2 separate regions of the Sus scrofa genome follow, and region 1 is linked to region 2. Evidence: chromatin contacts called from public HiChIP or PLAC-seq data. All regions are on one chromosome and are shown on one strand. The core of a region is the stretch at or near the end of the contact, and the rest is flanking DNA. Distances in the headings are between cores, read along the strand shown.

The links. HiChIP or PLAC-seq counts read pairs in DNA pulled down with a chosen protein or histone mark.
Region 1: a contact with region 2 is called in an H3K27ac HiChIP or PLAC-seq map of alveolar macrophages, with 2.2 times the contacts expected there. The contact joins the promoter of RXFP4 here to the promoter of ARHGEF2 in region 2. A contact is called at or near these places in 1 of 5 promoter capture datasets (fetal skeletal muscle), 29 of 47 Hi-C or Micro-C datasets (adipose tissue, alveolar macrophages, blood and 16 more) and 2 of 2 datasets of contacts at active chromatin or transcription factors (alveolar macrophages and skeletal muscle).

What each region holds. Positions count from the first base shown.
Region 1 is chr4:94,083,605-94,088,391 of Sscrofa11.1, forward strand. It overlaps RXFP4 (relaxin/insulin like family peptide receptor 4), which reads right to left and starts at 1,491. Exons shown (of 1, transcript NM_001005844.1): 1 at 370-1,491. The coding sequence starts at 1,491. The coding sequence ends at 370.
Region 2 is chr4:94,046,914-94,051,847 of Sscrofa11.1, forward strand. ARHGEF2 (Rho/Rac guanine nucleotide exchange factor 2) reads left to right here and starts at 2,283. Exons shown (of 23, transcript NM_001128463.1): 1 at 2,283-2,329; 2 at 2,417-2,510.

The DNA of each region.
Region 1 (4,787 bases), core at 241-2,740, 36 kb after region 2:
ACCCTTAGGGAAAATTTCCTAGAAAAGTTCACAGGAGGCAGACACGGGACAAAGAATCCTTTAGGCCACACTGACCTGGAGGTGGAACCAGGATGAAAGGTGCACACACTTTGTGGATGCTCCAGAGGTTTATTCTCAGATCCTCTTCATTCCCATCTCCACGTGGAGACTTCTGGTTCTTCCTACCCAGCCCTGATCTGGGCCCCGGCCTCCCCCATTCTCCCACTGCCAGACTTGGGGATCAAAGATCAGACTCTCCCTGAGAGCGTTACATTACAGCAGAGAAGCCAGCTTTTCTCTCCCTGGGATGCGTGGATCCTGCACCTGACCTGGCAGACCCCCAGAAAGAGGGGGATTAGCTTGCTCCCTTCACCCAGCTGTCCCTTTGTCCCGGTTGGTGGGCATGGCAGAAGGGCCACCATCCCTAGGGGTGATCTCCTCCCACCGCCTGCCCACTTCCTTTAGGGCCACCTGTTCCACCCAGCCCCGGCCCTGCGGCCACAGCCTTGCTCTCAGGTCCCTGAAGGTGACTTCCAGGGCCCGCCGGGGCTCCCGCCTTAGGAGGCAGTACAGCACAGGGTTGAGGCAGCTGTTGCTGTGTGCCAGGCAGGTGGTGACAGGGAAGACATAGGTATGGATGGTGTAGAAAGTGCTGTCCCAGGGCACCAAGTCAAACTTCACCAGGACACCCCAGAAAGTGACCACATGGTTGGGGAACCAGCAGAGGAAGAAGGAAGCCAGAAGGATGCGGATGGAGCGGGCCACAACCCTGTTGTCCTGCCGTCGCTGTCGCCGCCGTCGCAGGAAGGCCAGCAGCAGCAGGTAGCTGGTGGTGATGATGCCCAGTGGCACCATAAAGGCCAGGACCACCCTCTGCAGCTGGTAGGCCCCCAGCCAATACCTGCTGGGAAAGCGCAGCAGACACAACCGCACGCCACACAACTCGCCCTCAGCCCCAAAGACAGCCGTGGGCACCGTCACCAGGGCAGCTGCTACCCACACTGCCAGGGTGGCCACACGGGCCCAGAAGAGCGAGAGGTGGGTACCTGGTCCCCCAGCCATGGCCACCACCCAGTATCGGGCAACACTCAGCGCCGTGATGAGGAAGATGCTGGCATAGATGTTGAGGACGGTGGCTGTCAGGATCATCTTGCAGAGGGCACCTCCGAAGGGCCAGTGGAAGTCCAGCGCCGACTCAGCTGCCCAGAAGGGAAGAGTGAGTGCCAGCCCCAGGTCTGCCAGAGCCAGATTGAAGACAAAAGTGTCAGAAGGTGGGCAAGGGGCTCTCCGAGCGCAGTTACCCAGCACCCACAGCACAGCCAAATTTCCCAGTAAGCCGACGGCCCCCACAAGCCCATAGGCCAGGGCAACCATGACCCTCAGGGCTAGGAATCCAACAGGCATCGTTGCATCATCAGCACTCAGCACGCTGCCTCCAGACGCATTGACCCAGAAAGCGGGCAGGGGGGCAGAGGTATTGGGTGTGGGCATCGCAGGGCATCAGATGTCAGTGGTGCAGGGCAGAGGGGCCAGCGAGTGTCTGCCAGGCTGGTAGGGGCCGCCTAGGGCGCTCTGCAGGTTGCTGTAGATCTGAGCGCTTCTCTGCTTCTCTGGGGCCTCTGGCTGCCTGGAGGCCCAGCCCACGGTCATACCTCATAGGGCGGGTCCTGGAGGGACAACCTGCCTCTTCTCTGTTGGTCTTGGGGTGGGTGGGGCAGGGTGAGGGAGGACCAGAACCCTGGGATAAGTGCGTGCGTGCGTGCGTGCCTGCGTGCGTGCGTGTGTCTCCATGCAGAAGAGAGGGAATGGGGAAGGGGAAATTATCCCACTATGAAGGGCAGCCCCAAGCCTCCACCCAGGGAGGGGACCAGAGATACCCCATCTGAGGGATGGCAGGAACCAAACTATAACCCCCTCTATTCCTAACTGTTCAGGGGCCCCCTTCTCTGCAGAAAGTGCTCCCTGGGCACCTGGGGAGGTGGGCTGGGAGGGGGCGTAGGGGCAGGCAAGGCTCTGGAGTCCCAATTCTACTACCACTCTGTGACTTTAGTGAATTTCTTCCCTCCTCTGAACCTCAGTTTCCTTACTTAAATTTTTCAAATTAAAATCTCTCTTCACGGGATTAGTGTGATAAAATGAGATGACACATATGAAAGGGCACTTTGTGCCTTGCTATTTGCACAAATGGTTATTATTTCAAAGGAAAAGTTGGGGGCCTTTGTGGCAGAAGGGAGCAAGGTACTAAGCAGTTATTAACACCATGGCCAGGGAACAGCGCCAACGAAAACACAGGTTGGAATTCGTTGCAGCAGCAAGTGACCTTGAGGCTAAAAGCAGGGAAGAAAAGGGGAGAGGAAGTCACAGCTTCCTGTTCCCTCCCCACTGGGAATGCAGCCTATGAGGACCTGAGTGGCCCTGGGGCATGCCCTTGGTTCTCTTCCTGCTAAGAAGTCCTGCTAGCCTCGATCACTAACGCCCACAGCCATTTCACACTTTCCTGCTCTAATCTGAGGTCAATGGTGCCTCCATTCTCTCCTCCAACCCCCAAACCGCGTTTCAGAGCTGCGGATGCTGAGATACACCTTCACCACACCCCATCCTGTCTCCTCATGATCTCAGTCCTAATTGGAAAAAATGCCTCAATGGGTCCTTCCCTTTTGTGCCCATAGCCCTAACCGTTGCAGAATTTGCTGTGATGAGAGAAAGGAGAGGAGATGGGGGTGTGGAGGGCAGGGTGCAGATAAAGGAATAATGCTTTTTCAAGGATTCCAAAATATTCAACACCTTCCTGCCCTGTGCCAACCCATTAAGATGTTTGATGTTCAGTTCCCTTGAATGCTGGGGGAGGAGAGGAGCCCTGTCAGGATAATCAACAGCTGGTCTGAGGAACCCTATAGGAGAAGCCCAGAGGTGAAAGAGATCCAGACTGCGTGCCAGGATGTTTGGGTCCTTCAGCAAGGGATACGTGTGAAGTGGTTAGCAGAAGGGGAGTGCCCAGCCCAAGTTCAGGTGAGCCCCAGGGGTCACCTGCTGGCCTCAGGGAGTGCTCCTGCGTGACTTCATGCCAATCACTCTGTCTCTCAGGGCCATGTTTACACTCCCACCCATCCAGCATCACCTTGCCAATCTGGCAGCCAAGGTGTCTTTTAATGCTTTGGACTTATTTTCTCTTGGTTTGAGAAACAGAAGCCAGGTCAGAATTTCAGGGTTCTGCTAACCCATTTGAAATATCTGGTCCTTTGGGGAGTTCCTGTCATGGCTCAGCAGAAACGAATCTGACTAGTATCTGTGAGGACGCAGGTTCCATCCCTGGCCTTGCTCAGTGGGTTAAGGATCCAGCATTGCTATGAGTTGTGTAGTGGATCTGGCGTTGCTGTGGCTGTGATGTAGGCTGACAGCTACAGCTCCGATTCGACCCCTAGCCTGGGAACCTCTGTATGCTGCGAGTGTGGCCCTAAAAAGATGGGGGGAAAAAAAAGAAATATCTGGGCTTCTGATCATTTCTTTTTCTTACCTTTATTCATTTCTAATCTAAACCCTTTCCATTGGTTTGAGACTAGCAATACTCCCTTGTGGTTATATAGAAAGGTGGTGCCACCAACTGGCCAAGTTTGAGAATTTCACTGAGCCTTTTCACTTTTCTAGTATTTTGTTTTGAGTTATTCATTCACTCACTAATCACAGCATTTCTTAAGCCCTTACCATATGCCAGGCACTGTGCTAAATGCTAGGAAGACAAAAGCATAATATGGTTCCTCTCCTCGTAAAGTATAATAAGCTTTTTTTTTGGATTTTTAGGGCTGTACCCAAGGCATATGGAAGTTCCCAGGCTAGGGGTCGAATTGGAGTTGCAGCTGCCAGCCTACACACAGCCACAGCCACAGCCACAGGGGGATCCAACCATGTCTGCCACCTACACACAGCTCACAGCAACACTGGATCCTTAACCCACTGAGTGAGGCCAGGGATTGAACCGGCATTCTCATGGATACTAGTCAGATTCATTTCTGCTGAGCCACGATGGGAACTCTCTATAATAAGCTTTTTGAGATGGGTGGTATCTTTAAGTTCATCTAGTTCAACTTCTCATTTTATGGGAAGTAAAAATGACTTGCCCAAGGCCACTAGGGAAGTGGTGGCAGAGTTAGGATTTGAGATAAAAGTCATCTGACTCCTAGAACATAGCTCTTTCCACTACATCACAAAACCCTTTGGGGGAGTTCCTGTCGTGGCTCAGCAGTAACGAACCTGACTAGTATCCATAAGGACATGGGTTTGATCCCGAGCACTGAACTTTGGTGTAGGTGGCAGACATGGCTCAGAGCCCGAGTTGCTGTGGCTGTGGTGTAGGCCGGCAGCTACTGCTCAGATTTGACCCCTAGCCTGGGAACTTCCATATACCATGGGTGCAGCCCTAAAGAGACAAAAAACAGAACAAAACAAAAACAAAAAACAAAAACCCTTTGGGCATTGCTTTCTACCTATAATCTCTTCCCCCTTGCCAAGTACCGGAAGTGCCAGTCTTGCCTTTGGGACGCACCTAAGCTGCCAAAGGAAACAGCAGCAGGATGTGGACCAAGGGATCATGACAGCTCTGCTCTCAGTGCTCTTCACTCACAACTGCAGGGAGATGAGGAGAAACTGGATTCAACAAAAACGATTTCATCATCCCTCATGTTCACATTACCCTTTAGAGCCACACTTTACCAGCCCCATTTCCTATCTTAGACTCCAAGGACCTGTAGGGATAGATTACAGTGTCTCCCTTCCATAAGAAGGACTTCCAG
Region 2 (4,934 bases), core at 1,033-3,532:
ATATTTCTTTTTTTAATGATTTTTATTTTTTCTATTAAACTTGGTTTGTAGTGTTCCATCTATTTTCCACTGTAGCAAAATGACCTAGTCACACATATGGTTTATGAAAATTTCTACTCCCTATTGTATTAAATCCAGACTGCCTCAGATATTTGGGTTTTGTTTGTTTTTTCATTACCTGTCTGGCCTCTAGGTTGAGTTTGTCTTCTCTGGAAACTATCCAGGCTAAATCTTTTCTAAGATATTTTCTATATTAAGGCAGCCTGGGTTTGAATTGCAACAGAGTGATGTCTACTGAATAGCAAGAATAACTTCTCAACTATTTCAAGTGGAATGTTCCAGATATGGGTACTGGGGAGGGGTGGAAGGCCTGAAGGCCCTTGCTGTGGGAAAGTGAGAAGCCTGTGGGGAGATGGATGAAACTTGACTTTTGCATGAAGATTCTTAACTTGATTCTAGGGTCAGGGTTCCTGTCATCCATCCGCTGGCCCTTTGGACCACTCAGCCACTGGCATGGTTTCCAAATCTGTATCCATGAGTGGCATCAATTGTTTTGTGGGATGCTCAGATCCAGCTGGTGAGTAAAAGTGGGGAGCAAAGCATTAGTGTTCCTTTCCTCTGTTTCACCCCACTCCTCAGGGCCAGCTGTTTAGGGTCTGGATGGCCGGCATTATGTTTAACCACACGCCCTTGGAAACACCATTGTGCCTCTATTCAAAAGAGAGATCTGAATTCAGGACTTTGGTATTCTGAGGCTCTCCTTTTAATGAAGGCCATAGGAGAGGGAGAGGCTTTCTAGCATCTCCTGTCACTAGAGATGGAGGACAGTTACCTGCAATGTACCTTGACAGTAAGATGAGGCTTTGGGAACTCCAAGGCAATCCTCTGCCCTCCACCTTCACCAGAAACAGAACTGAGACATTGGTCTTCCTGCCCTGTCTCCACACAATCCCAGTGCTCTGTTACTGTGGCTCCGAAGTTCTTCAGCTCTGCTCTGCTGAGACACCGCCCTCCTTCCCTACTCCCCAGTGCCCGCCCTCAGGAATGGCGTCACAGGCACCTGCAGCTTGGGAACCTGATCCAGGTGGAGGGGGTGGGGGAGGCAGCTCTGGGCGCCTTTGTCTGGCTTTAGCTGGACACTTCATGGTCTCCTTTTGTGTTGGCAGGAAATTTGTCCCAGTCCTCTGCTGCTGAGCTCAGCCAAAGGTGAGTTTGGGGGACTCGGAGCCCTTCAGAGGCCTAGATGGGGGAGGGGCAGTGGGACTGGGCAATGGGTTCTATAGCTCCAAGGGTCTCTGCTTCCTGAAACATTGTTCCCCTTAATGTTTCTAATCAAAAACCTCCAAATAGCCTTCTCTCTGGGCTGCCTAACATTCCGCTTCTCATTGGCCAGGGAAAACTAAGGAGGTTCCTGGCAGCTCCATGGGATGAGGAAGACATTAGGGAAAGAAAAGGAATATCTGGATCCCAGGGTGTCTGGTAAATAAATGAGCGGGAGGTTGTTTGCTGTTCTCAGTGTCAGAAAGGTGAGCAGGCAGATTGGCTGCTGTGCAATCAGGGAGAGACAGTGATCAAGGATCCTGGATCAGCTTTGGATGGCTGAGGTAATAGACCAATGGGGAGTGGCCCTCAGAAGAGCTGGGCAAGGGCTATAGCGCTCCGAGAGGAGAGGGCAGGGGCTGATGCACATAGCTCAGGACTCGAGGTGGGAGCTGGGAGATTTCAACATCTATGTAAATAAGTACGCAAAATCAGCACCTGTTTATTTGGCTCCTTCGGCCGAAGCCTGATTAGAGTGGGTCAGCCTTCTAAGACAGTGTGGGTGTGTGAGCTAGTAATGGCCCCTTTAAGATATCAAGTTTTGATTTGTGGTCTTGAAAATCTCTAGCTGACACATCCTCCTGGCTCTGGGTTTGGGATTAGCTCATGGGATGGGGCTGATGAAATCCCAGGAAATTCAGTCCTTATTGGCGTTAGGCCCAGAGGCCCTTTCCAAATAGCAGAGGGTCGTACACAGAGCTCTTGTTTTGTGCAGGGAAAAAGTCCTCCCTGGAGATTCCCTCCCCTCACCCCATATCATTTCCGTTGGGGAGCAGCATGAAAGAGGAGATTGGGCCTGGATTAGGTAGGAAGGGGGGTGGTGTCTGTATTTATCTGGGAGGAGACAGAGTTTTCCTCATAAATAGAGGGGCCTGGGAAACTGCAGTGACTGCATCCAGGAAATCCCAGGAGGTGAGGGGGTGGGGACATCTTCCTCTCCAGTCCTTCCTCGCTCTTCCTCACCCTTCTCTCAGTCTCTGCCCTGTATCTTCCTTCTCTCCTGGCCATGGTACCTTCATCCACCATCTCTCTGGGAGTATCTTGTTCTTTCCCAGCTCTCTTTCTCTCTCCTCACCTCTTCTTTTTCTCTCTGCAGCTGTAGCCAGCTGGAAGGGGGCTCAGGTACCTGGGCAGGCTCCTCCCTGCGACGGACCCTCAGCTTCATCTTGGGCATGACCGGAAAGGCCAAGGTAGGAGTGCAGGGCGGTGGGGGGGGAGTACCCAGGGAGGGAGAAGAAGGCTCGGGACCCACTGCCCTCCCTGATTCTTCCTCTCCACCTACCATCTGCTCTCTTCCCCAGCTTCTCCTGGTGGCAAAGACTCAGGGCAATGGTTCAAGTTTGAAGGGAAATGTTATGTGTCCCTCTCTCCCTCCCTGTATCCCAGTAAACTACCTTTGCTCTGCTTTCCCCATGCCTCCAGCTTCTCAGCCAGCTGTAGACAGCTGGAAGAGGAGAAGGGCCAGGAACCTCGGAAGCTGAGGAGTTGCCCAGCCCTCCCTCTCTTTAGGCCCCACATAGCTAAGAGGTGGGCAGCAGAAATCTTAACCATCGGACAAAATAATGATAATAATCACAGCAATACTTTTTACTTCTTCAGAGGGCATTAGGGTTTGCAAAGTGCTTTTACACTCATAATTTTATGGGTGGATACAGCAGCTGAAGGAGTTGAAATTAGACCATAGGCAGAGTGGAAGCCAGGAAAGTGTATGATTATGGAAGTGCGCACACACACCGTACATGTGCAGTTCTGACCCCAGGACGGTGAAGGCACATTGCTCTCCTCCTTATTCCCAACCCCCAGGCTCTGTGAAATTGGGAGCTCTGCCTGCCACTTGAATGCATTTCCACTTTCTTCATCTACTGGCAGAATGAGCCACCCCCCTTTTCCTCTCTGGCTTCCCCCTGTGTGCATGTACTTTCCCACTTGGGCGGCTTCTGAGCACTGAAAGAAACCCCAGACAAGACAGCATCAGATTTAGCTGGAAGCACCACAGAGTCTCACCCAGTAAGGTTACCTGGGCTCCTCCCAGCCCCACCCACAGTGCCAGGGCTCGTCTTGGCCAGCCTTTTAGCTAGAATTCTCTTTCCTCTGGGTGAGCAGGGAAGGCAGAAATGAAACGCGGTTCTTAGTACCTTCTCACCACAGGCCACAGATGGGGAGTGGAGGCACAAGACCAGGCAGTCTGAGAGCAGGGTAGGTGGGCAGTGAGGCTTCCTCTCTCTGACTGGAGCAGAGCTCTCTAGAGAACAAAGCCAACACGGAGACCTGGGATCTGAGTCCCCCTCCCTGCAGGCACTCTGTTCAGGGTAGGAAAGTTTGAGGGCAGAAATCACCCTCCTTTCCTGCAACGGGAATGGTAGGGGAAGTCAGCGCTGGCAGGGGGCTCTCTAGATCTCGCCTGGTCTGCATTTGCCCTCCCTTGACCTAGGAGTTCAGTGAATAGATGAAGGAGAAAGTGGCCAGAGACTGGTGGAGCTCAAGCAGGCGGCAGAAAAGAGCTCAGAATCAGGACATTGTCTCACTTGCCTTTCCTCACAGCCCTCTGGTCCCATCTTCCTGTTTCCCATCCCATCATCGCCTGGTCCATCTTGCTTCCTCAGGAATATGAGTGCTTGCAGCCCTAAATCTTTTCTTCCCCCTCCTCCCAGCTCAGAATAGGGCCTTAAGCTGATAAACAGCAGGGGTGGGGCCAAAGAGTTCAGTCAAGCAGTGAGAGAAGGAAGTGCCTTATTCGTTCTTATTTGACTAGCATTATAGAGTTGACAGAACCCTTTTCCAGAGGTCCTCTCATTTAATTCTTATAACGCTCTGGCAAAGGATAAGTATTTAATCTCCATTTTGTAGACAAGATAACTTAGAGGCTAACAAGACCCCATAGTTAGTAAGAAGTGGAGCTGTGTAACAAACCTAGGGCTTTGACTGTATATTGTTGCCTCTGCTTCTGTCTAACCCATGGAACAGTTTATCCCTTCTCTTCGCTTCTTCCACTCTTTCTCTCTTTAATTTTAAAAATGTTCAACTTTGGAGTTCCCGTCGTGGCACAGGGGTTAACGAATCCGACTAGGAACCATGAGGTTGCGGGTTCGATCCCTGGCATTGCTCGGTGGGTTAAGGATCTGGCGTTGCCATGAGCTATGGTGTAGGTCTCAGCCTCGGCTCGGATCCTGCGTTGCTGTGGCTCTGGCGTAGGCCGACAGCTGCAGCTCCAACTAAACTCCTAGCCTGGGAATCTCCATATGCTGCAGGAATCAGCCCTAGAAAAGGCAAAAAGACAAAAAAAAAAAAAAAAGTTCAACTTTTACTCGGGGACTCTGTGACCTTGAGCAAATCCTTTCCCTTCCTCTGGCCTTCAATTTCAGTCTATCAAAAGAAACAGCATCAGGTGCATCTATCTGAAGACAATCGGAGAGCTGAAGGGGCCCTCGCTAGCCAGTTTCTCCATTCCTCCGGATTCTGGGTAGTCTAGCTTCCTGGTTGCCAGCCATCACATGGCTTAACTTCCCCTACAGAATGAGCTCACAGAGAATTCTTCCTGATAGTATTCCCCTCTTCTACCATTTCTGATGGATGGCCATTGGAGTCAATAATGCTTTCATCGCCCCCTGCCAGAA